Regions from separate parts of the Sus scrofa genome. Here region 2 is linked to region 1. Evidence: chromatin contacts called from public HiChIP or PLAC-seq data. All regions are on one chromosome and are shown on one strand. The core of a region is the stretch at or near the end of the contact, and the rest is flanking DNA. Distances in the headings are between cores, read along the strand shown. Region 1 overlaps FPGS (folylpolyglutamate synthase, mitochondrial). Region 2 overlaps PIP5KL1 (phosphatidylinositol 4-phosphate 5-kinase-like protein 1).

Evidence for each region. HiChIP or PLAC-seq counts read pairs in DNA pulled down with a chosen protein or histone mark.
Region 2: an H3K27ac HiChIP or PLAC-seq map of alveolar macrophages shows a contact between it and region 1. The contact joins two enhancer-like sites. A contact is called at or near these places in 2 of 47 Hi-C or Micro-C datasets (embryonic fibroblasts and heart right ventricle) and 1 of 2 datasets of contacts at active chromatin or transcription factors (alveolar macrophages).

The regions. Positions count from the first base shown.
Region 1 is chr1:268,290,785-268,297,786 of Sscrofa11.1, reverse strand. The region is part of intron 2 of FPGS (folylpolyglutamate synthase, mitochondrial); the gene reads right to left. Among named protein-coding and RNA genes, the nearest start is that of FPGS, 13 kb to the right of the region's middle. Within about 2 kb of position 3,321, at least 2 of the 83 cell types and tissues checked have an H3K27ac peak or open chromatin away from gene starts, as enhancers often do. A contact at or near this core is called in alveolar macrophages, where this site is marked.
Region 2 is chr1:268,405,488-268,412,728 of Sscrofa11.1, reverse strand. PIP5KL1 (phosphatidylinositol 4-phosphate 5-kinase-like protein 1) reads left to right here. Exons shown (of 10, transcript XM_021069432.1): 9 at 249-402; 10 at 3,013-3,616. The coding sequence ends at 3,280. Among named protein-coding and RNA genes, the nearest start is that of ST6GALNAC4, 6.7 kb to the right of the region's middle. Within about 2 kb of position 5,463, at least 20 of the 83 cell types and tissues checked have an H3K27ac peak or open chromatin away from gene starts, as enhancers often do. A contact at or near this core is called in alveolar macrophages, where this site is marked.

The DNA.
Region 1 (7,002 bases), core at 2,072-4,571:
TTTTAGGCAAAGGGAGGGAAGGCTATGTGAAAAGCAAAAGATGGGAGAGAGAACTAGGCACCTGAGAGAACTACACTTCCACAGGGTTGGGCCTCATCACCATGGAGGGACAGGATGTCACATCCAGCAGGACCTGGTAGCCTTATAAGAAATTGGATTGCATTTCTTTTCTTTTTTTCTTTTTATCGCTACACCTATGGCATATGGAAGTTCCTGGGCTAGGGGTTGAATCAGAACTGTGGCTGCCAGCCTAAGCCACGGCCTTGCAACACTGGACACGAGCCACATCTGGGACCTACGCTGCAGCTTGGGGTAGCACTAGATCCTTAGTGAGCCACTAAGGCCAGAGATCAAACCAGCATCCAGAACAGACACTATATCCGGTTCTTAACCTGCCAAGCCACAGCAGCAACTCCTGGATTGCATTTGCTTACTTATTTAGTCTTTTGAGGGCTGCACCTGTGGCATATGGAAGTTCCCAGGCTAGGAGTCAAATCGGAACTGCAGCTGCTGGCCCACACCACAGCCACAGTCACGCTGGATCCTTAACCCACTCAGCAAGGCCAGCGATTGAACCTGATCCCCGTGGATACTGATCAGGTTCTTAACCCACTGAACCACAACAGGAACTCCCTGCACTGCATTTAGATGACAATGAAATGGTCCTAAGAAGGGTTGACAAGATCAGATTTACACTGGAAGATTCCAGATTGGAGAACGATCCAGGGCCAGGGAAATGATGTGTCCTACCTGTGGCTGGAGGACCCCCATGTGTCCTGAAGTTCTCAGAACTTTTTCTGTCTATGACTTTCTTGGCCCCAACTGCCAGCATGGAAAAAAGCAGTGTTTTTTCAGCTGAAGTCCAGAAAGGTGTGTGTGTTGAGATGGGGGTGGGGGGTTGCTGCAAAAACCCTCTGGAGAACTTTCCACAGATAAAAGGCAATCCCTTAACAGCTAATGGGATTTCAGCACCAGTACACAAGAGACCATTTGATTTTGAAGTAAACATATACATTGCCATGTTACCGTGGCTGTGGTGTGGGCAGGCAGGTACCGCTCTAATTTGACCCCTAGCCTGGGAACCTCCATATGCCTTGAGGGTGGCCCTAAAAAGCAAATAAATAAGTAAATTTAAAAATATATATATAGGAGTTCCCGTCGTGGCCCAGTGGTTAACGAATCCGACTAGGAACAATGAGGTTGTGGGTTCGATCCCTGGCCTTGCTCAGTGGGTTAAGGATCTGGCGTTGCCGTGAGCTGTGGTGTAGGTCACAGACACTGCTCGGATCCTGAGTTGCTGTGGCTGTAGTATAGGCCGGCGGCTACAGCTCCGATTCGACCCCTAGCCTGGGAACCTCCATATGCCGCAGGAGCAGCCCTAGAAAGGCAAAAAAACAAAAATAAAAATAAATGGGAGTTCCCATCGTGGCTCAGTGGTTAACGAATCTGACTAGGAACCATGAGGTTGCGGGTTCGATCCCTGGCCTTGCTCAGTGGGTTAAGGATCCGGCAGTTGCCGTGAGCTGTGGTGTAGGTTGCAGATGTGGCTCAGATCCCGCGTTGCTATGGCTCTGGCATAGGCTGGTGGCTACAGCTCCAATTCGACCCCTAGTCTAGGAACCTCCATATGCCGTGGGAGCGGCCCAAGAAATGGCAAAAAGACAAAAAAAAAAATATATATATATATATATATATGTGTGTGTGTATGTATGTTGTGAAGATCCTGTCATTGGCTGGATTTCCAATAAAAATAAAAATAAAAAAAAATATATATATATATGCTGTGAAGATGCTGTCTTTGGCTAGACTTCCACTTTCCATATCGCTGCTAGGGGCTCCCCACCCCCGCCCCATGGAAGACAGGTCCTCTTCTCCTTTCGTTTCCTTTTTTTTTAATCATTGTAACTTTGTATGTATCCATGGATAAAGTTTCATAACTTCATAAAAATGACCATAAAGAGGCTTTACATATGTTTCTTTTGCTTAACCTTCTCCCTCTCCCCATGCCTCGCCCTCATGATTCTCGACAGTCATAAAATCACAGACACACCTAGACATCCACAGGGCTTTGATGCAAGTGACAATATTTTCTGCCTCTTAACCTTCTGACTCAAATCATAAGCTTATAGGGATCCCTGTAAGATATTTACCTAGAAAACAGTTAGGTAGCGCCTCTCAGGGCCAGGCACTGGCTCTAAACACCTTCCACATTAGTTGCTCATTTAATCATCAAAACCCTATCAAATAGGTACAACTTTTATGACCCTCCTTGTACAGGTGATGAAACTGAGGCACAAAGGATTTTTTTTTTTTTTTTTTTTTGGTCTTTTGGCCATTTCTTGGGCCACTCCCGCAGCATATGGGGGTTCCCAGGCTAGGGGTCCAGTCAGAGATGTAGCATCCGGCCTACACCAGAGCCACAGCAACACAGGATCCGAGCCGTGTCTGCAACCTACACCACAGCTCACGACAACGCCAGATCGTTAACCCACTGAGTAAGGGCAGGGACTGAACCCGCAACCTCATGGTTCCTAGTCGGATTCGTTAACCACTGCGCCACGACAGGAACTCCCACAAAGGATTTTTAAAGGCGTATGCCCGGAGGTCCCGTTGTGGTAACAAACCCTATTAGTACCCCTGAGGATTTGGGTTCAATCCCCGGCCTTGCCCTGTGGGTTAAGGATCCAGTGCTGCCAGGAGCTGCAGTATAAGTTGCAGATGTGGCTTGGATCTGGTGTTGCTGTGGCTGTGGTGTAGGCCGGCAGCTGTAGCTCCGATTTGACCCCTAGCCTGGGAATTTCCATATGCCACACATGTGCCCCCCCGCCCCGCCCTGCAAAAAAAGCAAAGTTATGTTTCTTGTGATCTTTCCATTTTATGTATTTACAAATAAAAATATATATTGATTTCCCTTTTATACTTAAAGATAGCAAATAAATATTGTAGCAAAGATACTCAAAGATAGTGAATATATGTTGTATTGTACTTTTTCCACGTATCTTTAATTTCTGGACCTTATTCTGGACTGTGCTGGTACATAAGAGCTGCTCCATTGGCTCATTTTTGTTTTTTCAAAGCAGCAGAGTACTCCTTTGTGAGAGAAGAGTGTCATACATTCAGTCGGTCTCCTACTGATGGGCATTTAGGTTTTCAACATTGTGCTATTACCAGTGATGCTGCAATGGGTAACATCATTTTCTCCATGTGTGAGCACATCTGATGGATAAATTCCAAGAAGTACAATTGCTGGGTCAAAGGTGACTTGCATTTAACCCTTAAACACAGATTGCCGCATTGTCCTCCAGAGGGACAGGACCCAGTTTCCAACCCCACACCCCCGTGGGGCAGGAGCCAGCTGTTTCCTCACCAGCACACACTGTTAATCAGCAGTGATCCGGCCAACGCACAGGCGGAAAAACGGAATCTCGGGGTGGTTATCATTTGCATTTATTTTATTATGAAAGAAGTTGATTTTTTTTTTTTTTTTTGGTCTTTTTGCCTTTTCTAGGGTCACTCCCGCCGCATATGGAGGTTCCCAGGCTAGGGGGTCTAATCGGAGCTGTAGCCACGGCCTACACCAGAGCCACAGCAATGCCAGATCCAAGCTGCGTCTGCGACCTACACCACAGCTCACGGCAACGCCGGATCCCTAACCCACTGAGCAAGGCCAGGGATCGAACCCGCAACCTCATGGTTCCTAGTCAGATTCATTAACCACTGAGCCACGACGGGAACTCTGAGTATTTTTTTCTGATGTTTAAAATTCCCTTGTATTTTCTTTGAGGTCCACTTATCTCCTTTGCATTACTGCTTTTTATTTGCAAATCCCATAGAGGTTTGTAGAAGAAAACAGAGAAGCCTCTAAAGGAGAAAATCAAAGGCACCTTCATGGCACAGCTGGAGAACTACTATTGACTGTGCCACCACCGACGCATTCTCATTCTCCAGCAAGAACAATGGAAACAAAGCCATTGTCTGGACGGCCAAGAAAAGACAAGGGCACAGGGGAACTGGCTAGCAGGTCAGGGTCCAGGTCTGCAGACCTGTGTGGAGGGTGAGGGGCCAGGAATCCTGCTTTAACCCCCACCCTCCCAAAGACATCCGTCCATTCACTCCTTCATTTGGTGAGACACGGTCTCTATGCCAGACCTGGGCTGGGTGTGGGGGATGCTGGGTTCTGGGGACAGATGACAAGGCTTGACTCTTGGAGTACCCTGTCTAGGGGGCGCATGGCCAGTGAAGAAGGAAACTTACAAAGACTGGATATTTGCAACCCCTGATTAGAACCTGTAGGGGCAGGAGACTGAGGCCCAGAGAGGGAGAGAGACAGCTTGGGGTCACACAGCAGGTCAGCCAAGGCACTATGTTGGGCTTTCTAAACTCAGATCTGCCCGAGTCACTGCCTCGTCTCCTGCTCCATCATGACAGCTGACAAAGACTTCAGGAATTGGCCTTGGCCTCTTCCACCTCCAACCTTACATTTACATAGTTGCCTCAGCCTGAAACACCCTTCCCCTAAGTTCTTCCTCTTGGCTTTTTCGGGTGTGTTCTTTTAGCTATTATTAAGCGCTTAGCCCATACTTAGCATTGCAATTTCTTTTCTTTTCCTTTTTGTTTTTTTTTTTTTTTTATGGCTACACCCGTGGCATATGGAAGTTCCTGGGGCAGGGATTGAATCTGAGCCACAGCTGTGACCTATGCTACAGCTGTGGCCACTCTGGATCTTTAACCCACTACTCGGGGCTACCTCTGTAGCAACCCAAGCCACTGCAGTTGGGTTCTTAACCCACTGTGCCACAGCGGGAACTCCTGCAATTTCTTTTTATCCTCACAAGAACTGTATAAATTTGGAGTTCCTGTCGTGGTTCAGTGGAAACGAATCTGACTAGATCCATGAGGTTCGATCCCTGGCCTTGCTCAGTGGCTTAAGGATCTGGTGTTGCCGTGAGCTATGGTGTAAGTTGCAGATGTGGCTCAGATTTGGTGTTGCTGCGGCTATGGTGTAGGCCATCAGCTACAGTTCCGATTCGACCTCTAGCCTGGGAACCTCCATATGCTGCGAGTGTGGCCCCAAAAAGATCAAGAAAAAAAATGTATGAATTAGCAATTAGACCCATTTTACAGGTGACAAAATGGAGGCACAAAGAGGGTAAGAAGGTAAGCAACTCACTCAGGATGGCATGGCCAGTATGTGGTAGAGCCAAGATGTAAACCCAGACTTACTGACTCTAAAATCTGTCCCCACTCACCACCACTTGTCTGGTCAATGTCTGCAGCCTAATGCTTTGTGACCTTGGGCAATTTGCTACCCCTTGCTGATCCTGTCTGACACTCAGTCTCCTCCTTAGCAAGATAAGGGCTGAAATGAGCTCTGTCCCAGCTCATGATTTCTAGAGGGGGTCTTGATGAGGACAAGAGTCTCCAAAGGCCACTACACTCCAGAGAGTCTGGACTAGAGGAGTCCAGCTGCCCCTTCCCCACCCTCAGCCACGATTCTTTGGTTCAAGCTCATCAGCCGGTTTATGCAGAAGCCTAGAATTCAGCAGGGAGGGTACAATTCTTTCCCACCCCCTACCCTCCCTTGCCCTCAGCATATGGAAGTTCCCCGGGCAAGGTTATCAAACCCACATCACAGCAGTGACCTGAGCTGCAGCAGTGACAACTTGACCTATTGTGCCATAGAGAACTCCAGGGAGGGTATATTTCTGATGACCACACCACGGTTCTGACCCTCTGATATGTACATAAGGACACCCCCACCTCTGAATATCTATTTATATCCAGTACCTTACAAGAAAACCCTTTTCTTTTTTTTTTTTTTTTTTTTTTTTTTTTGTCTTTTTGCCTTTTCTGGGGCCACTCCCACGGCATATGGAGGTTCTCAGGCTAAGGGTCTAATCGGAGCTGTAGCCGCTGGCCTACGCCAGAGCCACAGCAATGCCAGATCCAAGCTGCGTCTGCGGCCTACACCACAGCTCACGGCAATGCCGGATCCTTCACCCACTGAGCAAGGCCAGGGATCGAACCCGCAACCTCATGGTTCCTAATCCAGTTCGTTAACCACTGCACCACGATGGGAACTCCTAGAAAACCCTTTTCTGTCACTGGGCAAAAAGAAACTTGCCTTAAACAGAATTCCATATCCTCAGTGAGGTAGTCTCTCCTTAGCCTCACCCCACTGTGTACAAAGGTGTTAATGGATTTAGTGTCTCAGGAGGGGCCATGGACCTTAAAAATGGGCCTGTCTGGAGTTCCCGTCATGGTGCAGTGGTTAATGAATCCGATTAGGAACCATGAGGTTGCAGATTCGATCCCTGCCCTTGCTCAGTGGGTTAATGATTCAGCATTGCCGTGAGCTGTGGTGTAGGTCGCAGACGCGGCTCGGATCCCGTGTTGCTGTGGCTCTGGCTAGGCTGGCAACTACATCTCTGATTAGACCCCTAGCCTGGGAACCTCCGTATGCCGCAGGAGCGGCCCTAGAAAAAGCAAAAAAAAAAAAAAAAAAAAAAAAAGACAAAAAAGACAAAAAATAAAATAAAATAAAAGAAGGGAGAAAAAAAATGGGCCTGTCTTTGACCCTGCAATTCTACTACTTCCAAAAATGACCCTGAGCAAACAAACAGTTGGAACATTGGAACAGTGCTCAGAGCCCCACGTGCTCTAGTTTATCGCCTTCCATCTCCGGTGGCAGGTGACACGCCTGGTGACTTGATGCCCTCCTTCCTGAAACCCTTTGTTTTCTGGGCTTCCTGACACCTCCTACCCCAGTCCCCCTCCCCGCCTTGCTGGATGCACCTTGCTGGCTCGGCCCTCTCCCCTCCAGCATCCTCACGTGGGGTCCCGGGGCTCACACGCTCTCTCCACAGTGGTCTCCTGCTGTCCCGGGTGTATGACAATGTCTGACTTTCAAGCATCCTGTTTAGCTGAGTCACCAACATGAGCATCTGCTGACCTCCTGTTGTCTGCAGGCATCACCACTGTAAAGCCTGCTGCAGCAGAGTT
Region 2 (7,241 bases), core at 4,214-6,713, 110 kb before region 1:
GGGGGTCCCTGGAACCACTCTCTTCCTGAGTCATTAAGAGCCCAGATCCTGGAGTCAGGCAGAGAATCCTGAATCCTAGCGCCACAACTTTCTAGCCAGGTGACTGAGGCGACTTACAGATGAGTTTCCTCGTCTGTGACATGGGACAGTAATGATCCCTGCCCTCCTGGGGCAGATGCGTGTGGAGCCCTCAGCACCTTGCCTGGCGCACGACGAGCACTCAGGTGGGGGCACTGATGCTCCGGCAGGGCCCCAGCGGAGCTGGCTCCTCCGCCAGATGGAACTGGACACCGCCTTCCTCCGGGAGCTCAACGTGCTGGATTACAGCCTTCTGATGGCCTTCCAGCACCTCCACGAGGATGAGAAGGGCCTGGGCAGTAGCCTCATCTTCCGCACAGCCAGGTGGGCCCCCCAGAGGCAACAGCAAGGATGAGGTGATGAGAGCATGGAAAAGACAGACCGCGAGGTGGAGGAACACAGGCAAAGGCTCTTAGGCTGCAAAGTGACGTGTGTGTGGACGGTGGAGGGCTGGGGAAGCCTGGTGGGCAGGCGGGGGCAGTGGGCACGGGTGGACTACAGCAGGGAAAAGAACAGGTGAGATCTAATTGGACAAGGGCTTCAGGGCTGATTTGAAGATTCGGCCCATTTTCCAGAAGGGGATGTGGAGCTGTTGGAGGCTTCAGACCTATTTAATTGGCTCTAGAAAAAGCCTTTGCCGGAGTTCCCGTCGTGGCTCAGTGGTTAACGAATCTGACTAGGAACGATGAGGTTGTGGGTTCGATCCCTGGCATTGCTCAGTGGGTTAAGGATCCGGCGTTTCCATGAGCTGTGGTGTAGGTTGCAGACACGGCTCGGATCCCGCGTTGCTCTGGGTGTAGGCTGGCAGCTACAGCTCCGATTCGACCCCTAGCCTGGGAACCTCCATATGCCACGGGTGCAGCCCAAGAAATGGGAAAAAGACAAAAAAAAAAAAAAAAAAAAAAAAAAGAAAAGAAAAAAAAGAAAAAGCCTTTACCACTTCAGCCAGTCATTCCACGTGAGGACACTGAGGTCACCACCATTGGCGCCATTGTCATGTTCTCGTCCTCATTATTTTTTTTCTCTTTTGGCCACCCCACGGCACTTGGAATTCCAGGCCAGGGGTCAGATCCAAGACGCAGTTGCGACCTACAGTGCAGCTGTGGCCATGCTGGGTTCTTAACCCACTGGGGACCCAACCAGGGGCTGGGGACCCAACCTGTGTCCCAGTGCTGCAGGGATGCTGCCAATCCTGTTGCACTACAGCCAGAGCTCCCGTCGTGTTGCCTTCCTCTTGCATGCTGTCCATCCTTGCATGCTGACCCAGGACGTCGTTGAGAGGGTGGGTCCATTCCCATTTCAGAGGTGTGAAAAACTGAGCCTCAGAGAAAGAAGTTGTACAGCATCTTCCGAGAATTCCTGTTAGTATTGGGTTAACTACTCGGATTTCAATCCTCCAAGACTCACCTTGTGGTTAAACAGAATTACTTAGGGATTGGGAGGTCCCACTGTGGCGCAGCAGAAATGAACCTGACTAGTATCCGTGGGATGCAGGTCTGATTCCCGGCCTCGCTTAGTGGGTTAAGGGTCCAACGTTGCCATGAGCTGTGGTGTAGGTCACAGACACGGCTCAGATCCAGATGCACGGCTGTGGCTGTGGTGTAGGTCAGCAGCTGTAGCTCCGATTTGACCCCTAGCCTGGGAACTTCCATATGCTGCAGGTGCAGCTCTAAGAAGCAATAAAATAAAATAAAATAAAAGCATTTTTTTAAAGAAAGAATCACTCAGGGATTAAGACAAGCACTTTAGGAGTTCCCATCATGGCTCAGCAGGTCAAGAACGCAACGTAGTGCCTCTGAGGATACAGGTTTGATCCCTGGCCTCCCTAAGTGGGTTAAGAATCCAGCGTTGCCATAAGCTGCAGCATAGGTCAGAGATGCGGCTCAGATCTGGTATGGCTTTGGCATAGGCTGGTAGCTGCATCTCTGATTAGACCCCTAGCCTGGGAACTTCCATATGCTGTAGGTGCAGCCCTAAAAACAAAACAAAACAACAAAATGTGCACACACACACACTCACACACTCACACACAAAGAAGATCTTTTTAAAAAAATTTAAAAAGTAAAGAAATAGGAGTTCCCGTCGTGGCGCAGTGGTTGACGAATCCGACTAGGAACCATGAGGTCGCGGGTTCGGTCCCTGCCCTTGCTCAGTGGGTTAACGATCCGGCGTTGTCGTGAGCTGTGGTGTAGGTCGCAGACGCGGCTCGGATCCCGCGTTGCTGTGGCTCTGCCGTAGGCCGGTGGCTACAGCTCCGATTGGACCCCTAGCCTGGGAACCTCCATATGCCGCGGGGAGCGGCCCAAGAAATAGCAACAACAACAACAAAAGACAAAAAGACCAAAAAAAAAAAAAAAAAAAAAAGTAAAGAAATAGATAAAAATAATTTTTGGGGGGTCTTTTTAGGGCCACACACACAGCATGTGGAGGTTCCCAGGCTAAGGGTCTAATCAGAGCTGTAGCTGCTGACCACCACAGCTCACGGCAACGCCAGATCCTTAACCCTCTGAGGGAGGCCAGGGATCGAACCCGCAACCTCATGGTTCCTAGTTGGGTTCGTTTTCACTGCCCTGCCATGGGAACTTGCAAAAATAATTTTAATGTATATTTCACTGACTTCAGACATCCAAACTTACAATCTCATCATCTAATCAATATAAACATTTTTGAGTATTTTACATTGTAATCTCATACTGTCTTGGAAATTCAGTATGTATTTTACGTTTATATTGAGCGCATCTAAATTGGGACTGGCCACATTAAGTGCTGGATGGCGAGCGTGGCTGGCTGGTGGCTGCCTAATGAACGGCTCAGCTTTAGACCATCTACTGCAGTGTACTCAGCTGCATGTTGAGTCCACTGGCTGGGGCACTGGGTCCACTGGCTGGGGCTCCCTGGAGGAAGCAGTAACCTCATTCTTCTGTCGGCCCCCAGGTCTATGCAAGGGGTACAGAGCCCCGAGGAGGTGGAAGCCCAGAACCGCCGGCTGCTGCCCGACGCACCCAACGCCCTACACATCCTGGACGGGCCGGAGCAGCGCTACTTCTTGGGGCTTGTGGATCTCGCCACGGTCTACGGGCTTCGCAAGCGGCTGGAGCACCTATGGAAGACGCTGTGCTATCCGGGCCGGACCTTCTCCACCGTCAGCCCGGCTCGCTACGCCCGTCGCCTCTGCCAGTGGGTAGAGGCGCACACCGAGTGACCAGCGTCCGACCACGCTCTTCCCACCTGGACAATGGGCGCACGCCAGGCACGCGAGTTCCAGCCTGGCCTGGGCAGAGGGTCAGGCTCCCCTTGCCTGCTGTTCCTCCCGTTGGCCTCCTGAGGGCAGCATCCCCCTAGTTAATATGATGAACTCCTTTTGATGGCGATGCTGTGCCTGGCATCGTGCCAAGGACTCCCCTATGTTAGCTCATTTAATCTTCGGGAAAAAAAAGTTAATATTCATTTTTTTTTACAGCTATGAAATGAAGGCTTAAGGGGTGAAGGGACTGAGTAAGATCATTCAGCAATAAATGCTGCAACCAGCCGCCCAGTTTATCTGACCTCATAAGCCTCAGGCACACAGATGTGGGAACGGCCAATCCATGCCGACAGGGTGCATGGGTTGGGGCTCAATATACCTTTTGAACTCAGGAGCGTGTATTCTTACACACCAGCTTCTGCAGCCCTATCTTCATTGGGGAAGGAGGGCATCTGAAAGCTCCAGCCCAGCCCCCTTGTCGTCCAGATGGGGAAACTGCAGTCCAGAGACTTTAAGGGGGTTTTGCACTGGTAAGTGGCCCGAGAAGCCAGGCCTCCCACTCCTCTGCCCCTGGCTCAGGCAGGGCCCACTGGCCTCAGTCTGGGGTGGCCTCCCTCCCTCCTGCTCCTCTACGGATGCAAGTGGGGTATTGAGGCGGTCCTGCAGCACTGGGATGCATTAGATTGGGGTCCACTATTGACCTTGAATAAGATCTGCCCGCCTCTGGGAGTCACTTTTATCATCTATGACATGGGAGCAGAGGTTTGTGGTCAGACCAGGCGACGTGGACACACAGATGTCACCGGAAGCAGAGAAGCAAATTGCCTGCCTAGCCCCTGGTCATTCCTTCTCCCTCCTCCAGGAAACTCCAGCCTTCCCTCTGACCCCCGGCCAGTCAGATCGTGGCCAAGTGGGCCTTTCTTCTAGAGCTTCTTTGAGACCTGGCTGTGTGACCAGGACAAGGTGCTAAACTTCTCTGTGCCTCAGTGGTCTAATCTTTAAAATGGAAATATCTAACTCATTAAATATTTATTGAGCACCTGCTATGCGACAGGTCCTCTGCTGGGAAATGGGGGCCTGGGGTGGAGCAAGATACCTAGATTCCGCTTCCACAGAACTCACAGTTGGGGGACAGTGACAAAAGCAACCTGGTGTGACAAAGCCTTGTGAAGGAACATGGGGCCGTGGGACTCAGGGAAGGAGCCCCTACCTCGTTATTTGATGGGGTGGGAACTCTCACTTCTGAACTGAGACCAGAAGAATCAGAAGCAGCCCTGAGTGGGTCCCAGGCCGAGGACACAGCAAAGATCTGGGGAAAAAGAGAGCCTGGCTTTTGAGGATAATATTGCACCATGGTTGCTGTTCAGGGTGTAGGGGGAGGGGCAGTGTGGTGGGAGGGGGCTGGCCCCCAGGACTGGATGACTCCAGACCTTAGGGTAGCCACTCAGTTGCATCCAACACTGCTCTGCCCTTGACCTTCAGAGAAAATGAGGGGAAATTGCTGGTAGAGTAGGGAGAGGAAAGGGAAAATTTTTTCTTTCTCTCTCTCTTTTTTTTTTTTTTTTGGTCTTTTCTAGGGTTGCACCCATGGCATATGGAAGTTCCCAGGCTAGGGGGTCTAATCGGAACTGTAGCTGCCGGTCTACAGCCACAGCAACACTGGAGCCGAGCCACGTCTGCAACCTACACCACAGCTCACGAGCAACGCCGGAACCTCAAGCCACTGAGCGAGGCCAGGGATCGAACCCTCAACCTCATGGTTGCTAGGTCGGGTTCGTTAACCACTGCGCCACGACAGGAACTCCATGTTTTTTTCTTTCATTTTTAAAAGTTTTATTGAAAAGTAGTTGATTTACAATGTTGTGATCATTTCCGCTGGGTTTTTTTTTTTTTTTTTTTTTTTTTTTTTGCCCACAGCACCCCCAGGATATGGAAGTTCCATAGTCAGGGATCGAGTCCAAGCCACAGCTGTGGCACCACCAGATCCTTCTACCGCAGTACCACAGCGGGAACTCTGGAAAGGGAAGTCTCAGGGTGCAGGGCTGGAGTGCGGGTTCCTGGAATATGTGTATAATTGACCTCACCCCCAGCCGTCTGTGGGACGCTGGGCGATTACTCAACTTTTCTGAGCGGGCCCAAACCACAGAGCTTTTCTCGTTCTGGCTCAGCAGGAAGTTGAGACATAGAGTGTGGTAAGGTCGTCACTAGAGAAGTGGGTGGGTCATGGAAAGTCTGTGGTGGAAGGGCAGCATGGCAGGAAACTCGGGTTTGGCCCTATATTTCTCTGGGGTCTGGATCCGACAGGGCTGAGTTGGGTCCCTACGCTCACAGAGAGGGATGGCCCGTTCCCTCTCTACCTGGGTATCTGGCAATGGGCTGAGGCAGGGCTGAGCCTGGAAGGAAAGTGGTTTGTCCCTTGTCTCATGGGGCCCAGGACTCCTGGCTCTTCTTCTTCTTTTTTTTTTTTTGTGGTCTTTTTAGGGTTGCATCCACAGCATACAGAAGTTCCCACGCTAGGGGTCGAATCAGAGCTGCAGCTGCAGCCACAGCAACACAGGATCTGAGCCGTGTCTGCAACCTACACTGCAGTTTATGGCAATGCCAGATCCTTACCCCACTGAACAGGGCCAGGGATCGAACCCCAATCCTCATGGATGCTAGTTGGGTTCATTACCCTTGAGCCACACAGGAACTCCCTCCTGGCTCTTCTAAGTGGCTCATTCAACAGACATTATCTAGAGAGTCTCACTTTTTTTTTTTTTTTTTGTCTTTTTGCCTTTTCTAGGGCTGCTTCCCACGGCATATGGAGGGTCCCAGGCCAGGGGTCTAATTGGAGCTGTAGCCACTGGCCTACACCAGAGCCACAGCAACGCAGGATCCGAGCTACATCTGTGACCTACACCACAGCTCACAGCAATGCCAGGTCCTTAACCCACTGAGCAAGGCCAGGGATCGAACCGCAACCATCTAGGGATTCTCTTGTGGTGCAGCGGATTAAGGATCTGGCCCTGTTACTGCAGTGGCTTGGGTTTGATGCCTGGCTGGGGAACTTCCACATGCTTCAGGTTTGGCCCCCCCCCCAAAAAAAAGACATTTGGGAGTTCCTGCTGTGGCTCAAAGGTAATGAACCTGATTAGTAGCCATGAATGAGCACGTGGTTTGATCCCTGGCCCCACTCAGGCGGTTAAGGATCCGGTGTTGCCACGAGCTGTGGTGTATGTCACAGACACAGGGATCCTGCGTTGCTGCGGCTGTGGCATAGGCTGGCAGCCAAAGCCCTGATGAGACCCCTAGCCTGGGAACCTCTATAGTGGCCCTAAAAAGACAACAACAACAACAACAAAGACATTTGTGCAGGTGTTGGAAATGCCCTGAGAACACAAGTGGATCCTAGAGGCTAATGGGCAGGTGGACCGTAAACAGGAAAACCAGTTAATACACAGGAGGATTTCAGAGTGTGACAAGTACCGTGAAAAAAATAAATCAAGGTGGGACAAGAGGGATGGGGCTGTGATGTAGGGTAGAGGACCCGGCGAGGGCCTTTCTGAGGATATTTGAGCTGAATGACAAGTAGAGCTGGTCATGTGAATAGACAAGTCCAGGCAGAGGATGTGACAAGTGCAAAGGTCCTGAGGCAGGAAGGAGGGCATCAAGATTGAGGATCAGAACGGCAGCCAGGGTGGGTGGATGGTGACTGAGGAGGCAGGTGTTCAGACCGCGCAGGGACTTGCAGATCAGGGTAAGGAGAGAGGACTTTTGCCAAAACCAAGTTGAAGAGCTTCATTTGAGGCTGTGGGATGACCCAGAGTCAGTTCCATGGTGGATGTGACAGCTTTATCTCCTCTGGGAGCCTAGGACATATGGGTACGTCCCTGTCTCCATGGGGTCCTAGCCAGCAGGGATTTGCCTCCCTTTGGAA